Regions from separate parts of the Mus musculus genome. Here all the other regions are linked to region 4. Evidence: chromatin contacts called from public HiChIP or PLAC-seq and promoter capture Hi-C data. All regions are on one chromosome and are shown on one strand. Each heading gives the region's core, a stretch centred on a gene start, on an enhancer-like site or on the middle of the called end of the contact. The rest is flanking DNA. Distances are from core to core; before and after follow the strand shown. Region 1 overlaps Gm14812 (predicted gene 14812). Region 2 has its middle 13 kb from the start of Gm31155. Region 3 has its middle 47 kb from the start of Gm14812. Region 4 holds the start of Efnb1 (ephrin B1). Region 5 has its middle 11 kb from the start of Pja1.

Region 1 (2,700 bases), core at 137-2,636, 300 kb after region 4:
GTGAAGCTGGCACAGATCCCTTGGCTGCAGCCTGCAGGAAGAGAGCAGGGGCTCACACACACATGCTTTTCTGTGCCATCCTAAGCCCCGCCCCAGCCCTGCAGCAGTGCAGCACTAGAGTAGAAGAGGGCTGCAGGCGGTTAGTTGGGGTACCTAGGACATGGAAGTGCCTTTAGCCTAAAGGGCTGGCCCTTACCTTCTCTTGCACTACTCCTTCTTTGGTAGGAATTTCTGATCAATGAAGGTGTCCCTTCAACTGTAAGGGCACGGGTACCAGAAGCAAGCCTTTTCTAGGCTATAGGCTACTTTGTGGATGCCTGGCTTCTTGCCTCCACTAGGGAGATTTTAAATCTGAGAAGCACGCACCTTAGGGGCCACCATAATGAGAGCCCTAGGGGAGTCTGGGCTGCTCCTTCAAGGGCCACACGATGTACGATGGTGAAGCTCCAGCCTGGAAGGATTATCAGTTCTCTGGCCTCCCACTTTGAAATCTGTGATTTGGCCTCCACACTAAAAGAAAAAAAAACAAAACAAAAAACCAACCTATAGCCTGGAGAAAAGTTCTTCGCCTTTGGCAGTTGCTTGATGTGCGGTAGGTAGTGCCAGGACAACACAGTGCAAGGGAACAGGGAAGAGAGACCTGCCGAGGACAAGCCCCAACCTTGCTTCTCCTCACTATGTGACCTCTTTTCCATTACAGCCTCTACGGACCAGGTTTGCTAGAGGCTCAAATGAGTCAAGGGATGGAAACAAATTTTGGAACACTAAGAATTTATTGGGTGCTCACGGTGCTGGGCATAAACCCTCTATAGTATTAACTCACTTAAGTCTCAAGACAAGTCTGGGACCTGGTGGCCTATTGTTTTGGCACTTTCAAAATGGGATGTGGGGGAGACCTGGAGCCCAGAGTTAATAAGTGACAAAACTGGCTTTAAACCGAGGCTGCCTGGCTCCAAAACCTTTCCCCTTAACCACTACGCTGCAGTATAAAAGACTGCACATGCCTTAGTATTATTTTTTAATAACTGCTTCTCACTAAGGCTAGTTGTGGTTGGAACTCTTCAGAGGGAACTCGAAGGCAGAGCAAATGAAGATTGAGAAGAGAGAAATCAAATGTCTGAGTTTTTTTCAAGGGTCTGCAGAGGTCAGCTCGAAAAGCCTGTTCCCTATCCACTACTTTGGTCGTGGGGGCACACGGTGGCTGCGACAGTTCTGGCAGGGATGGGGGTGAAAGGCAGGTTGGTGGGGCAGGAGCAGAGAGTGAGCCACTAATCAGAAGCAGCGGGCCTGTCCGGGCTGCACCCGACAGTTTGGCTGGCTCTTTTGCAGCCGCACTGCCGAGTGCCTGCTGAAAGGCCCCTGCTCCACCCTGGAGCTACCGGCGGCGGGCGGGCGGGCCTGCTCGATGATGGAGGGCCCATGAAGCCCCTCCCCAGAGGCCCGCTGCCTCTCTGCTTTGATAGCCAGTCCGGGCAGCAAGTCCGCAGTCCAGCAGCTCCTCCGGCATTGAATACATTCTTCTCAGCCAAGAAAGAACGCGGAGAGCTAAGGGGATCCAGATGTGGGATTCTGCTGGGCTTGAACCCCAAATACCCCAAATACCAGCCAGGCTACAAGGAAACCTAGGGACACACAGGACCTTTCCTGAGGGCCTGGACGCCTGTGTCAGCCCTGATAATTCTAGTGTGGGTGTGGGGGCAAGAGCGCAGTGAGGCCTCTGAACTCTGAGTCCGTGCTTGGTCCTAATGTTGACTGCTGGGGGCTACTGGCCACTTGCCTCGTAGAGTTGATTAGTAAGTAGCTGTGAAACCCATGGAGAGGTTGTTGCATATGTTTAGAGTCATAAGCCTTATGGTCTCCTGAGAATCCACTACTCTGCTGAGACAGGGTTTTGTCAGCCTCAAGGCCAAGTGTCATAAGACATGAACGTCAACTCCAACTCCATGTCTTAAGGCATGACCTTGAGCAAGCCATTCCAGTTCTCTGGGCCTCCCTTGTCACAATCCCTCCAATGGAAGTATGTGTGGGTATCCTGCCTTGGGAGGAAACGTGGGGTTTGGCCCTGGGAGTTGGAGCATGGTACATGGTAGCATGAAGGAAAAGGAGGCCAAGTAGCTGGAGTGTCATGCCTCCCACTTGGAGGTCCATGCTACCTCCTCCTCCTGCCAAAGGCAGACCCTGGCTGAAACAGTCCTTGCTGCTGAAGCTAGAGCCTGAAAAGAAAATGAAGTCAGGTAAGTCTGGGTGTGTCCTCAGAAGTGTGCTTTTGAGAGCAGGTGTCACACAGCCCATGGGACTGTGTTCTTCAGTAGGCTGTGATTCCAGACCAATGGACATCACATGCTTATGTGATAGCACAGGGCACGGGAGGGCACGGGAGGGCACGGGATAAGCGAATTCATAACATAATATGATGAACTTAAAAAAAAAAGTCTCCCTATCCCCACAGCTCTTTTCCAGCCTCCAACCAGCCAGGAGAGCCTGAAATTACACCATTAGCACTTTACAGTAAGTTATTATTTGCCATTGACACCACAGTGTGAATTAGCTGATTAGCTTGCTGGAGGACTGCAAGTTATGGGAGGGGAGTCATTTCCTCTGCAGCCTGGCAGAGAAGATCTGGGCCCAAGTCAGGCACAGAAGAACAGAGCCAGGCCACCAGAGCTGAGGAACCGCCAGGTCAAAGACACCAAATCTACA
Region 2 (2,700 bases), core at 186-2,685, 410 kb after region 4:
CAAATATGCTCCCGACACTGCTATAATTGTAGAACTATCCAGGTCTCCTCAACACTACGCCTGGCCCTCATTCACACAGCACTACCCTCTCTCTCCCTGTCTCCCACTCCAAACTGGGCAATCACTAAACCCCCTAGCCCTGCCCATCTCAATTAATTCTTTTTTTTTTTTTTTTTTGGTTTTGGTTTTTCAAGACAGGGTTTCTCTGTGTAGTCTTGGCTATCCTGGAACTCACTCTGTAGACCAGGCTGGCCTCGAACTCAGAAACCTGCCTGCCTCTGCCTCCCGAGTGCTGGGACTAAAGGCGTGTGAAACCACTCCATCTTCTGTGTTTTCCTGCCTTGTGCCGGTTACTTACTGCTAGCACTTCACTAGTTGGAATACAAGGAGCCCATTATCATTTACTAAGTGCTTCAGCCGGCCGGGTTCTGTGCTTGATAGGTCCTGGATTTCCAGAGGAGAGAAACTGAGGGCCAGAGAAGCAAAAGTCCCTTTTTTAAGGGCATTCAAACTCAGGCAATCTGGCCTTAGAGCCATGGGCAACCATAAAGCTCTTGGCCCATCTCTAGATGCTTGCCCTGCTGCCATTCCTTTCCTTTCTGTTTCTCACTCACTGCCAAAGCAGTTTCTGCAAACCTGACTCTGATTAGCTGTTCTACTAGCTGGCTCAGTGCCCCAGCTGGGCTGTCCACCCATGCCCCTACTGCCACTGTCCTAGTCCGGGCTGCCCACACCTCTCACACTACTATCAGCTGCTTGGCGGCAGGAGATGCATCTGTCTAGTTCACCAGCAAAGTGCTCATTACACAGCTGAGCTGGTACCCACGGAGTCATCAGTGTCTCCTGTCCTTGCTCACCCACGACATATCCCACTAAGGCTAGGAGGATCTTTCCGCACACAGCTCTGAAGATCACAATGCATAAACCACATTTAGTAAAGAGCGCCAAAGCAAGGACAAGTCAGTTCCACCTTTCCTTTTGTTCCTGCTGCTTCTCAGACTAGTTTACTCTTAGTTGCCATTCTAGCCCTGTCCTCCAACTATCTCTACCTGTGTTGTCTTGTTTTTAAGGTGGTCCAAATTGAGATAAGGTGGTCCAAATTGCTGTCTGTGCAAATTCATGGCAGAATTAGGAGATTAAGTAGGAAAAAAAAAAGACTGTCAGCCACGTTCATCATTTTTTTTCTATATTGATTTCATGTTAAAATGAATACATTTCACAGACACTGAAGTAACAGGCACTTAGAAGCTGCTTTTGTTAAAAAGTACCGACTCTTCACTTTGGCCCACAAGGTGGCTAAACCCAGGTGGCTAAAGCCTCTGCCTTCCTCTTGGGTCAGCAGTCTTTACTTTGGCGCAGGCTCCCTGTTTGACTCCACATGAGATAAGGGTCACTGTGGCTTGTCTACCTAACCCAGAACATCCTGTGAGCAACAAGGCCTAGCCAAAGGCCAATTATCTCTGAAGGAGAAGCCACATCCTTGGTCACATTGTCTTGTAGGAACCATGGTGGTCCCCTTCGAGATATGACAGCAATGACTAACTTACCACAACTTATCAATCACAAGACGGTGGGAGCACACCTTCATCAGGACTGGTTAATTATCCATCTCTCTTGACTGCTATCCTAAGTCCTCCTCTGTTTAAAAGCAAATTTCACTGGGCGTGGTGGCGCATGCCTTTAATCCCAGCACTCGGAAGGCAGAGGCAGGCGGATTTCTGAGTTCGAGGCCAGCCTGGTCTACAGAGTGAGTTCCAGGACAGCCAGGGCTACATAGAGAAACCCTGTCTTGAAAAACCAAAAAAAAAAAAAAAAAAGAAGCAAATTTCATATCAGGGCCTCAAAGAGAAATTTGGGGTCAACCAGTTCTATTTGTTCCGTTTCCCAGTGCATGATTAAATTTCCTGCCTCTGCTTTTCACCATTTCTCCCTCCTTAATTGGTGTATTGGAAAGACAGGTAAAGCCTTGCCTGTTGTGGCTGTTGGAGGATAGGCCCCAAATCTCTGGTTACATTGGACCGCTTTTTAAAATGTAGGCTGCTCAAATCTCCAAGCTCTGTAAGTAACGTGGGTGGCATGTCTGTTAGACAGAATCAATGGCACTTCTTAGAGCCTCCCAGTATATTGAGGGAGGGAGCATTTCAGTGATGCTTTGCTGGAACCTTGGATTGGACCTGTTTCACCAACTCAGCATAGATAAAGTGCATATTGCAGTGGGTGTTGGGGAGATGGCAGGCCCCTGGCTAAGGCAATCTCTTCTATGCCTTTGTCTCCAATGCCCAAGGGTTTGGTCCCTAGAAATCATCAGCTGAAACCTGGAAAGGTAAGAAGAGAAAAGCTTGGGATTTCCTAATGGGTAAAGGGCAATAAAGGCCCGGGGGAAGGGGAACTCATTTCACAGACCATGAGCAAGCATTGTTCCATATTGAGGCAGAGGTTTTAGAGCAAGGAACCTCCGTCAGAGGACTGAGCTCAAAATCCATCTCTGCTGTGACCGTGTATGGGCTGAGCATCCCTAACACGAAAATCTAAGTCCCAAATACTCTAAAACTCAAAATGTTGTTGTTTTTTTCAGGATGCATACAACATCAAAAGTAGAAAATCCCATAGTCAAAGCACTGGCATCCTAACATTTTCTAAAATTACTGTCAGAGCTGGGCATGGTGGTGCACAACTGTAATCCTGACACCTAGGAAGACA
Region 3 (2,700 bases), core at 64-2,563, 260 kb after region 4:
GTATTTCCAAGACCACTGCCTACCTCTGCCAGAGGACCTGGCTTCAGCGGCAATGAGCACAGAGCTTAATGTCTGCAGGGACCAAAGCCATTTTGGAATCCCGGACTGTCAGACACCAAGGGTGTGCTTATAACCAATTCTGTGCTTCAGACAGAGAAAGCTCATTATAGCTGTAGGACAAGAGAGGCTGATAACAGTGACCACACAGCTGTTAGGCCTCTGATTATTGCTAAGGAACTAAGGGAACAGAGAACTCATCTCCAAACACAGCAGGGACAGCAATAGAGTCCTGGGGACATTACAGAGCCAGCCACACCTGCAAGAGGCAACAGGAGTCAAAACTTTGAAGATGACCCTTAAAGGATTCAGAAGGGATAGCCAAGCCGAGAAGGGGGAAAGTGGTGTCCCAGTCAGAATGACCCAGCACTGTGTGAGTTCCAGAGATATTGCCAATGCCCCAAGTCTATGGAAACTAGATAGGACTTGCCTGTGGGAAGGGAGAGGTTTCAATAGCCTAGGTTCTCTGTTTTGCTCTTTACTGGATACTGATCTTCCTTAATACTTCATCTGTAGGAAACTCAGTTCCCCACTGGGTGGTACCTGGCACTGTGGGTTACAGATAGTGATTTTCATGGTCATCAGGATGAAAATTAGCATCTCAGAGTCCATTGCACTGCAGCAACCCGCCACACCCACTTTCTCTGCCCACTTTGTTCCTTCTCACTCCCACTCTTTCAGATCTGCTGGGATCGGAGGGGAGATCTAGAAAGGCCAACCCCTAGAAGGCTTCCGGCGAGCATCGGGGCACTGCCATCCCTCCTGCTGGCCCCTGGTGCTTTGAGGGAAAGCAAGGTAGACAGGGAAGTTCTGCTCTCATTTTGTAACTTGGATCGGTTTTGCAGCACAGAGTTCATGATCCACCAGCCTCAGGTTTGTCTCCTGCTTTGGCCCTCTCTGTGGTTGGGAAGAGTGGGGAGAGAGAGAGGTTGCAGGAATACCATCCACCTATAGCCTGCACCCCTCTCAACTCACCCTGGATCTCTACCACTAATACTCAAAGGCAACCCTGCCTGAATGGCCACACTACTGTGACCAGCCCCCTCTTGCCCTCATCCTAGCCTAGGGAGGGGGAGGGTTCTAGGATGGAGGGTTCTGAAGGAGGGGCCAGAAGTCCAGCCTGGTTCTGATTTCCCTGGCTGGGGCTGGGAACCAGAGCCTGGTCTGTCTTCAATCCCTACCACCCTAATACAATGCTTCTCGGCTTTCGGGAGCGGCCCATAACCGCAAACACATTTGCTAATGCAGCTAGCCTGCCCGCCCTGGGACAGCTGGCTGGGCCCTGTGCCTGGGGCCAGGCCAGGCAAAGGGCAGGGGGCCTGGCTGGGAAAGGGGCCCGAGGCTCCTCCTCTGCTGCTTAGCCACCCTGCACAGGCCTTGGTTACTGCCTGTCTGCCTTGTAGCCCTTCACTGCTGGGTCTCTTTTCATGGCTGAAAAATATGCCAAATAAACTAAGGGCAATAGAGAGGAGCTACTTCACGACTAGACACATAGTGACCAGCTCAAAGATGGGTAGGCTAGGCATAACTTCTTCCTAAGGGAATGTGTGGCTTGCCTGGGCTAAGAAGGCCTTGGCCTGAGACATCCTACCATAGCATGTCTCTTTGAGAGAGGCCACCTCTAAATATGGAAAATTGAGACAGGTGTGACGGCCTATGCCTGTAATGACAGCACTCTGGTAGCTAGGGCAGGATGATCAAGAGGTTAACCTTGACTTGGGTTACAAAGTGACACCTTGCCTCAAAATGGTAGCCAAAGGGAAGAAAGGGGGAAACAGAGAGAAGTTAACGGCAGAGTGAAGACCGAAGGTTTGTGGGTTTCATAGGAAGCCGAAGCACAGGTCTCCGTTGTGACTAGGGCAAATGTGCCTCTTTGGATGCAGCCTTGGGATATAGAGATGGGTAGGCAAGTGTCCTGTAAACTGTAAAGTGCTGTATCTGTGAAGATGGCCATTCTGCCAGACCATGGGCCCTAGAAGACCAGGAATCATGGCAGAGTGGCCTCTTATAGCTACTAGGACTCCAGCTCTGAGCACCACTGTATGAGACAGAAAGGCTTAGGGACTGAGCCTTAGAGCCAGTCTTTTCCCTTGTCAACCTGGCATTCAGGAACCTCCCCCCCCCCCAGAAGCTAGCCTGAATCCTGGGGCCTCAGAATTCCTGAAGTAGAGCTGGAGCCTGAGCCCACTCCCAAATAGACAGCAATCCCAAGGCCCAGCCTTGCTCAAGGACTGCCCGGCCTTCCTTAGCGGCCCCAGCTCCTACCCCCACTCTCCCAGCACACACAAGGCATGCAGCTCGGCTTCCTCTGCCAAGACACCCCCAGCTGGCCCCTCAGCCCCTCTCCAAAGACAGGGGCCTTTCTCTGCCACGTTCCTGGAGGCTTTTCCACTTAACAGGGCCTTGAAATCCATTTGCTGCAGACTGTGAACTTCCTCTCTATGCTCCTGCCCGCTGGCCTTCTCTGAGCCTGAGCCCCCACTCCCACCCCCACACTGGCGTCCGCCCGCCCATAGCCCAGCAGCTGTCACCCTGGTCTCCCCTTGCCTGGGCCTCTGGGGCCAAGCAGGGGACACCTGGAGGAGGTATTCAAGTCCAGGAAATAGCAGGAGCCTGAGTGAGAATAGGAATCCCAGAACCTGC
Region 4 (2,700 bases), core at 48-2,547:
CTTTGGTCCTTCTTACCTTGCCTAGTAAGTCTAAAGTTAGAACCCGATTCATTACAAAAAGAAAAGAGGAGGCAGCGAGGAGGAGAAAAAGGAGGGGCGCGAATATAGGAAGCCTTTCTAACCTTTGAAGTCCCCAAGCCCAGATCTTTCCCACCTTTCTTACATGAGTGGCCAGTGGCCGGCTCTTGCTACTGCCATGCCTACCTCTGAGCGCTTTGAGTGCCAGACTTGCTCAGCAGGCTCTAGGTGGGAGGCCTCCGCTTATCCCGGGAGCCCGCAAGTCTATAGAAGGCCAGCAGGGGGAGACATTAGCACGTGGGTACGTCCGCTGGGACCTGAGAAAAGCGAGTAGGTCAGACCGGGAGGGTCTGAGCTATGGGATTGAGCCAAATTATAAGCAAAGAGACAAGGAGGGGCGGAGAGAATGGGCCAGTGCTGGGAGACAAAGACCCAGATGGTGAGGCCGAGGCCGGGAAAGGCTGGAGTCCGGAATCTCAGGGCCCAGATGCCTGCTTTTGCTCTTTCAAAAGGCTTCTCTTCTGCTCCTTTCTCCCCTGTCCTAGAGCTTTCTGTACAGTTTGTGACCTCTCGTCCCTACTTGCCTGCTCCTGGCCCTTTCGTATGCCTTCAGACAGGACTGACTAAATCTGTGTGCCTGGAGTTTGGGGTGGAGGGTCTCAAAGGGCTCGCTCTCGAAGATGAAAATTTTAAAGGCTTGGTTCACTAGATGCAAATAAATTCCTCCTCCCCTTTGGACACAATACTTTTTCTGAGTCTCCACTGCCCATAGCTCTAACCTCTAATAGTCTAATAGACTCTTGTCGTGGTCAATGCAAAAAAGGAGTGCATTACGAGGACAGGAAGACGGGGTCCAACAGAGTGTAGGTAGTGACTGGACTGGGAGCAGGCAGGCTGACAGAAGTGGGCACCGAGTGGGATTCTGGGGCTGGTACGCGAGTATGCGCATGTGGGGTGTGTTTGTGTGTATAAAAAGAACACAAGGACGGTGCTTTCTGGAGGTACTTGGGACAGGGTTTGTCTGCTCTAGGTCAGTGGGCCGGGTGCTGACCGGGTGTGCATGAGAGCAGGCCAGCAGCTTTTGGGAAGCGCCAACTTCCCTAGAACTCCCTGGGAACCAGACTAAGCGGGACAGAGGCATAACCGCAAGAGCCGCACATTCAGATTCGTGCCATCGAGAGAGCAGCGTCCTTATGAGCTCCCCGAAGCCCCACCCCTTCCTGCTCTGTGGGCGTGGTATGGGGCAAGGACCCCGTCACAGAGCTTTCTATTGGTTCGAAGGAGCAGGGTTGGCCTTGTGCTCGCCTGAGCAGGAGAGTAGAAAGCTCAGCGGCAGCGGAGGGAGTCTATGCGCGCTGGACAGCAGTGGGGGGTGTGTGTGATTCGCACTGACTGCAGACACTCGGGCTCAATCGCCGGGGATTAAGGACTTGGCGACCGGGCTGCCGGGCTACCCGGCCGAGGCTTCAGAGGTGCAAATCGACGGGACTGATTTGCTCGGCAGGGCCGTACTAGCCTTTTAAGTATACTGAGAAGGGCCGGTGCTAAAGTAGAAGCTGTCGTGGGACGCGCCGGCGCGGAGTCCCACTGTGGCCCGGAGGAACGGAGTCCGTGTTAGGGGGACCCAGTCGGGAGCCTGGGGACCGAGCTCGCATTGTTGGGAGACAACCCGCCTCTTCTTCCCAGAGGCGTCAATCCCAGGACGGTCGAGGCGTCGGGGCAGCCACTGAGCGCTCTTCAGGGAGACCCGATCGGGGAGAGGACTTGCAGTCTCAAACAATCTGGGAGAGCCGAGCGGAATCCGGCGGGATCACTCGGGGGCGGCGAGCCCCCGTCGCGCCTCGTGCGGCGGAGAGGCCAGGGAAGAAAGTCCTCGGAGGCCGCAGCCCATGCGCGGGTTGGGGACGCCTGCCCAGTGAGTCCTCCTGGCCAGCCGGGCGAAGGAGAGCGACCCCGAGGCCAGCGGGAGGGGAGTGCTTCAAGGCCGGCGGCTGCGGAGGATGGGCGCCTGAGTGGCTCCGAGCGCTGCGCGGCACGGGCAGGCGAGGCGAGCTTTGCTGAGGAGGCGCTAGGGGATCCTGAAGTGCATTCTGCCCCGGGGAAAATGGCCCGGCCTGGGCAGCGTTGGCTCAGCAAGTGGCTTGTGGCTATGGTCGTGCTGACGCTGTGCCGGCTTGCCACGCCGTTGGCCAAGAACCTGGAGCCCGTGTCCTGGAGCTCTCTTAACCCTAAGTGAGTAACTTATCTACTCTGGTCCCTGGGGGTGGGAGGCACTTCTTCGGGGTGAGGTCGTGCACCCCCAAGTGCGTGGGGGGGGTTGTCCGTAGGAGGTGCGGCGCCCTATTTTATATCTGGCCTTTTCTAGTGTTTTCTTGCGGGCAGTCGGGGTAGGGTGCGGAAGGGTGGGGTGGGGGCACTTAGCTGCGTTTCGATCCTTCGGTTTGGCCCTACTCTCAAGTCCGGATCGCGTCTGTTGGTCACACCAGGCAGATATAGAATGTCTGGGCGCTCCAGAGCGCACCCGAGAGCTGGGTGGGGGCGAGTAAGCAGCCCACTCCAGGGCCTCTGGGAACGTGGTGGTTTTCACTCACAGCCACTCCAGGGGTGAGATCGACCTGAGCAAGGGACCAGGCCAGAACACAGGTTCCTCATTTGCTTAGGTGTCAGGGCGGCTCAGGACCT
Region 5 (2,700 bases), core at 180-2,679, 350 kb after region 4:
AGTTAGTAACACCACAGAAAATAAAAGCAGGCCAATAATCCTGCTTGCTATGCCACCCTGAACAAATCTTTTTTAACGCCCTCTATCCACAGTGTTCCCATCAGCACAGTACGTTTGGATCTAAATGCCTTCTAAGAAATCTGGCAGTGTTTGTATTCCAGAACCTTCTATAAGAATGCTCTGAGTTTGTGCTTTAGACAGTGACAGTTGTTTTTCTGTACTAATGGACTGTGGGAGTCAGAATAACCTTGGAAGCGAGCACTAAAAGCACCCTGGAAACCAAGGCCGGCAGCTCATTGTTCTGATCTAGATACTTGCTTTGAGTGGTACCGTCCCTATTTCCCAGCTTTCTCTCTCCCTACCTCTAGCATACCTCCCCACCTGGGTTCCAGAGACCTCCTTGCTCTGCCTGGGACATAGCTATCTCCCTCCTGCATCTAGCACCTTCACAGAAGTGAACATAGTTATCTCCCTTGTGCATCTAGCACCTTCACAGAAGTGACTCCGCAGACTGGCAATGCAGCTCTTCTACCTCTTTGCTGACCAGTTCCTTTTGTGCTTGCTCTCAGTGCTGGCCAGTGAACCCAGGTCCTCAGGAATGCTAAACAAGTACTCTACCGCTAAGCTCTCTTTGTAGTTTTTTTTTTTTTTTCTAAGAGAACAGATTTATTCTTTTTTTTTTTTTTTTTTTTATTCCGAGACAGGGTTTTGCTATGTTCCTGAGGTTGGCCTTGGATTCATTCTGTAGCCCACGTAGACTAGACTTTGAATTTCTGACCCTCTTGCCTCAGTCTCCCTAGCAGCTGCGATTCCAGCCCTATGCCAGCCTTTCCCTTTTGATCTTAACTGAAATGACCCACGTCTTCCCTGGCCATTAGTCTATGTCTAGTCATACTCACCTACTCTGGTGGGTTTATAACACCCATCACAATGGTAGAAATGCATGCCATGTAAATATCTCTATCTGTCTCCTTTCCAAGTTAGCTATGTGAAGACAGTGGCTGTGTGTACCTTGTTTCACAGCTGGTGACCAGCAATCAGGACATTTTCAACCAACAAAGATTTCTTGCAAAGACAATCTCTAGTAGCTGTTTTGTATTGTAGACCTCTTTGGGGGCAGGGTGAGATACAGACAGCATCTCACTTGCTCCTTGGAGAATGGTCTCCATTTCTGATTTTTGTAGGTATAGAGACAGAGAGGCAGAGGCAGAGAGGTGACAGGTTTTGTCCTGCCAAGAGATCTTTGTCCCAAGCTAGTGTGGAGTCAGGCTTGACAGCAGGTCTGCCTGCTTTGCTTTGCATCATGCCTCCTTTTTTTTTTTTTTTTTTTTTTTTTTTTGCCTGCCGCCAGCCAGCCAGCCACCCTTCAGAGGGAGAGGAGCAGCAGCTGTGGCCTCTCCTCTTGTTTCCATAGCAACCAGTGCTTACCTCCCCGCTCATACTGGTTCCTAATTGCCTGATTACGTATCTCCCCCCCTACACCTCAGCTTCAGAGCTTCTTGAGAGCAGGGTCCATGGCGAGCATTGCTTAGCATTGCATGGCTCTGGGCTCGATGAGTATTACTTAAATGAACAAAAATGAATACGTGACCATCCACGAATATGGGCTTTTAAAAGCTTTCATCGCAAACAAGGCACCTGGCAGCCTGTAGTGGCTATGGGAGGGGGATCTTGAGGATTCTGTGCTCCTCTGCTCACCTCTGCTGAGTGGCGTGGGTGGCCACCCCCACCCTTTTCTTTCCCCCCGTTGCCTAGAGAAGCTCTTTAGAAAACAGGCAAAGGCCTACGTGGCCAGGGCTGTTGGCAGGAAGGGGGGGGGGATGCTAGAGATGGCGTGACACCCTCCATACATGCATTTACTATCTTTTTCTGAGAGAAGGAAGTCATCTCAAATGGCCAGCTTTTGCTTTGAGGATTATTCAAAGCAACTGGGCTTCTGCACAATTCGAATGTTTGGACGACCATCTTGAAACTTGGTCTCTTCCCCTCTCCATTCCCATGACAACAGTAATCTAGCTCTCCACCATCTTCCACCTGAGCAGCTCCAACAGTAACCTCCCTGCCCCCATTCCTGTCCACTTCCTTTCCTCCCTCCTCCTCCTTTTGCTGCAGTTTTTCCATGGCACAGACAAAACAATGGTCCCACACAGAAATCCTCCAATGTTATTCCTAGTCAGAGACACAGGGGATAGTAGGTGCAGACATACTTTTTGTGGCATAGAATATAAGTCACCAAGGCCCCAGAGGGGGGGGGCGCGCTGACTCCTCACCGGTTCGGGTAGTCTTTCATGTTGTTTGCCATACACGTTTAACTCTGGACTAGACACTGAGCTCCTGAGCCTCAAGCTCACAAGAATGGGACCATGATGAGTCCCCCACCTAGGGGAAGGGACCAAATAAAAGACCTAGCACTACGATCTACACTTTTCAGGACATGGTAGGAATGTCCAGGACAGTCTGTTGGTGTGAACGAGCAGGTCACAGATAAATAACTGGACCTAGGCGTTCTCTGAGCAGTCTTTGATATGGCAGGCATGGCGATGAAAACCTGTAATCCCAGCACTTGCAGACCAGGAGGTAGAAGCAGGAGGATCTCAAATACAAGCTAGCCTGGGTTACATATCCAGATCCCATCTCAAAAAAAATGGGGGGTGGGGGGTGTTCCAAATATTTTTCAGAAGAAGGAAATCTGTGGTACTT

What was found. Promoter capture Hi-C pulls out the DNA fragments that hold promoters and counts their contacts. HiChIP or PLAC-seq counts read pairs in DNA pulled down with a chosen protein or histone mark.
Region 1: an H3K4me3 HiChIP or PLAC-seq map of craniofacial prominence shows a contact between it and region 4, with 8 times the contacts expected there. The contact joins the enhancer-like site here to the promoter of Efnb1 in region 4. A contact is called at or near these places in 26 of 39 promoter capture datasets (the 3T3-L1 cell line, 3T3-L1-derived adipocytes, the C10 cell line and 14 more), 2 of 15 datasets of contacts at CTCF or cohesin (the NIH/3T3 cell line and stem cell-derived epiblast-like cells), 26 of 484 Hi-C or Micro-C datasets (3T3-L1-derived adipocytes, the G1E-ER4 cell line, the HL-1 cell line and 19 more), 18 of 115 datasets of contacts at active chromatin or transcription factors (astrocytes, cardiomyocytes, craniofacial prominence and 10 more) and 1 of 9 other capture datasets (embryonic stem cells).
Region 2: a promoter capture Hi-C map of the HPC-7 cell line shows a contact between it and region 4. The contact joins the enhancer-like site here to the promoter of Efnb1 in region 4. A contact is called at or near these places in 20 of 39 promoter capture datasets (the C10 cell line, the HPC-7 cell line, HPC-7-derived erythroid cells and 11 more), 1 of 15 datasets of contacts at CTCF or cohesin (embryonic stem cells), 5 of 484 Hi-C or Micro-C datasets (bone marrow-derived macrophages, double positive thymocytes, embryonic fibroblasts and 2 more), 18 of 115 datasets of contacts at active chromatin or transcription factors (the NIH/3T3 cell line, VIP interneurons, bone marrow-derived macrophages and 7 more) and 5 of 9 other capture datasets (adipose tissue, embryonic stem cells, liver and 2 more).
Region 3: a contact with region 4 is called in a promoter capture Hi-C map of liver, with 9 times the contacts expected there. The contact joins the enhancer-like site here to the promoter of Efnb1 in region 4. A contact is called at or near these places in 18 of 39 promoter capture datasets (the 3T3-L1 cell line, 3T3-L1-derived adipocytes, the C10 cell line and 11 more), 2 of 15 datasets of contacts at CTCF or cohesin (the NIH/3T3 cell line and embryonic stem cells), 17 of 484 Hi-C or Micro-C datasets (LSK cells, brain, brown adipocytes and 11 more), 20 of 115 datasets of contacts at active chromatin or transcription factors (the NIH/3T3 cell line, SST interneurons, VIP interneurons and 15 more) and 4 of 9 other capture datasets (adipose tissue, embryonic stem cells, liver and 1 more).
Region 5: an H3K27ac HiChIP or PLAC-seq map of neural progenitor cells shows a contact between it and region 4, with 8 times the contacts expected there. The contact joins the enhancer-like site here to the promoter of Efnb1 in region 4. A contact is called at or near these places in 16 of 39 promoter capture datasets (3T3-L1-derived adipocytes, the C10 cell line, the HPC-7 cell line and 9 more), 23 of 484 Hi-C or Micro-C datasets (B cells, CD4 T cells, CD8 T cells and 16 more), 17 of 115 datasets of contacts at active chromatin or transcription factors (differentiating embryonic stem cells, embryonic basal ganglia, embryonic forebrain and 10 more) and 5 of 9 other capture datasets (adipose tissue, embryonic stem cells, liver and 2 more).

Annotation. Positions count from the first base shown.
Region 1 is chrX:99,432,590-99,435,289 of GRCm38.p6, forward strand. Gm14812 (predicted gene 14812) reads right to left here. Exons shown (of 7, transcript NR_033544.2): 5 at 367-510. Among named protein-coding and RNA genes, the nearest start is that of Gm14812, 9.9 kb to the right of the region's middle. Within about 2 kb of position 1,387, at least 31 of the 459 cell types and tissues checked have an H3K27ac peak or open chromatin away from gene starts, as enhancers often do. A contact at or near this core is called in cerebral cortex, craniofacial prominence, heart atrium and 1 more, where this site is marked.
Region 2 is chrX:99,543,151-99,545,850 of GRCm38.p6, forward strand. No RefSeq gene overlaps it. Among named protein-coding and RNA genes, the nearest start is that of Gm31155, 13 kb to the right of the region's middle. Within about 2 kb of position 1,436, at least 8 of the 459 cell types and tissues checked have an H3K27ac peak or open chromatin away from gene starts, as enhancers often do. A contact at or near this core is called in the HPC-7 cell line, where this site is marked.
Region 3 is chrX:99,395,073-99,397,772 of GRCm38.p6, forward strand. No RefSeq gene overlaps it. Among named protein-coding and RNA genes, the nearest start is that of Gm14812, 47 kb to the right of the region's middle. Within about 2 kb of position 1,314, at least 16 of the 459 cell types and tissues checked have an H3K27ac peak or open chromatin away from gene starts, as enhancers often do. A contact at or near this core is called in muscle stem cells, where this site is marked.
Region 4 is chrX:99,134,764-99,137,463 of GRCm38.p6, forward strand. Efnb1 (ephrin B1) reads left to right here and starts at 1,298. Exons shown (of 5, transcript NM_010110.5): 1 at 1,298-2,250. The coding sequence starts at 2,123.
Region 5 is chrX:99,480,487-99,483,186 of GRCm38.p6, forward strand. No RefSeq gene overlaps it. Among named protein-coding and RNA genes, the nearest start is that of Pja1, 11 kb to the left of the region's middle. Within about 2 kb of position 1,430, at least 67 of the 459 cell types and tissues checked have an H3K27ac peak or open chromatin away from gene starts, as enhancers often do. A contact at or near this core is called in cortical neurons, embryonic basal ganglia, embryonic forebrain and 3 more, where this site is marked.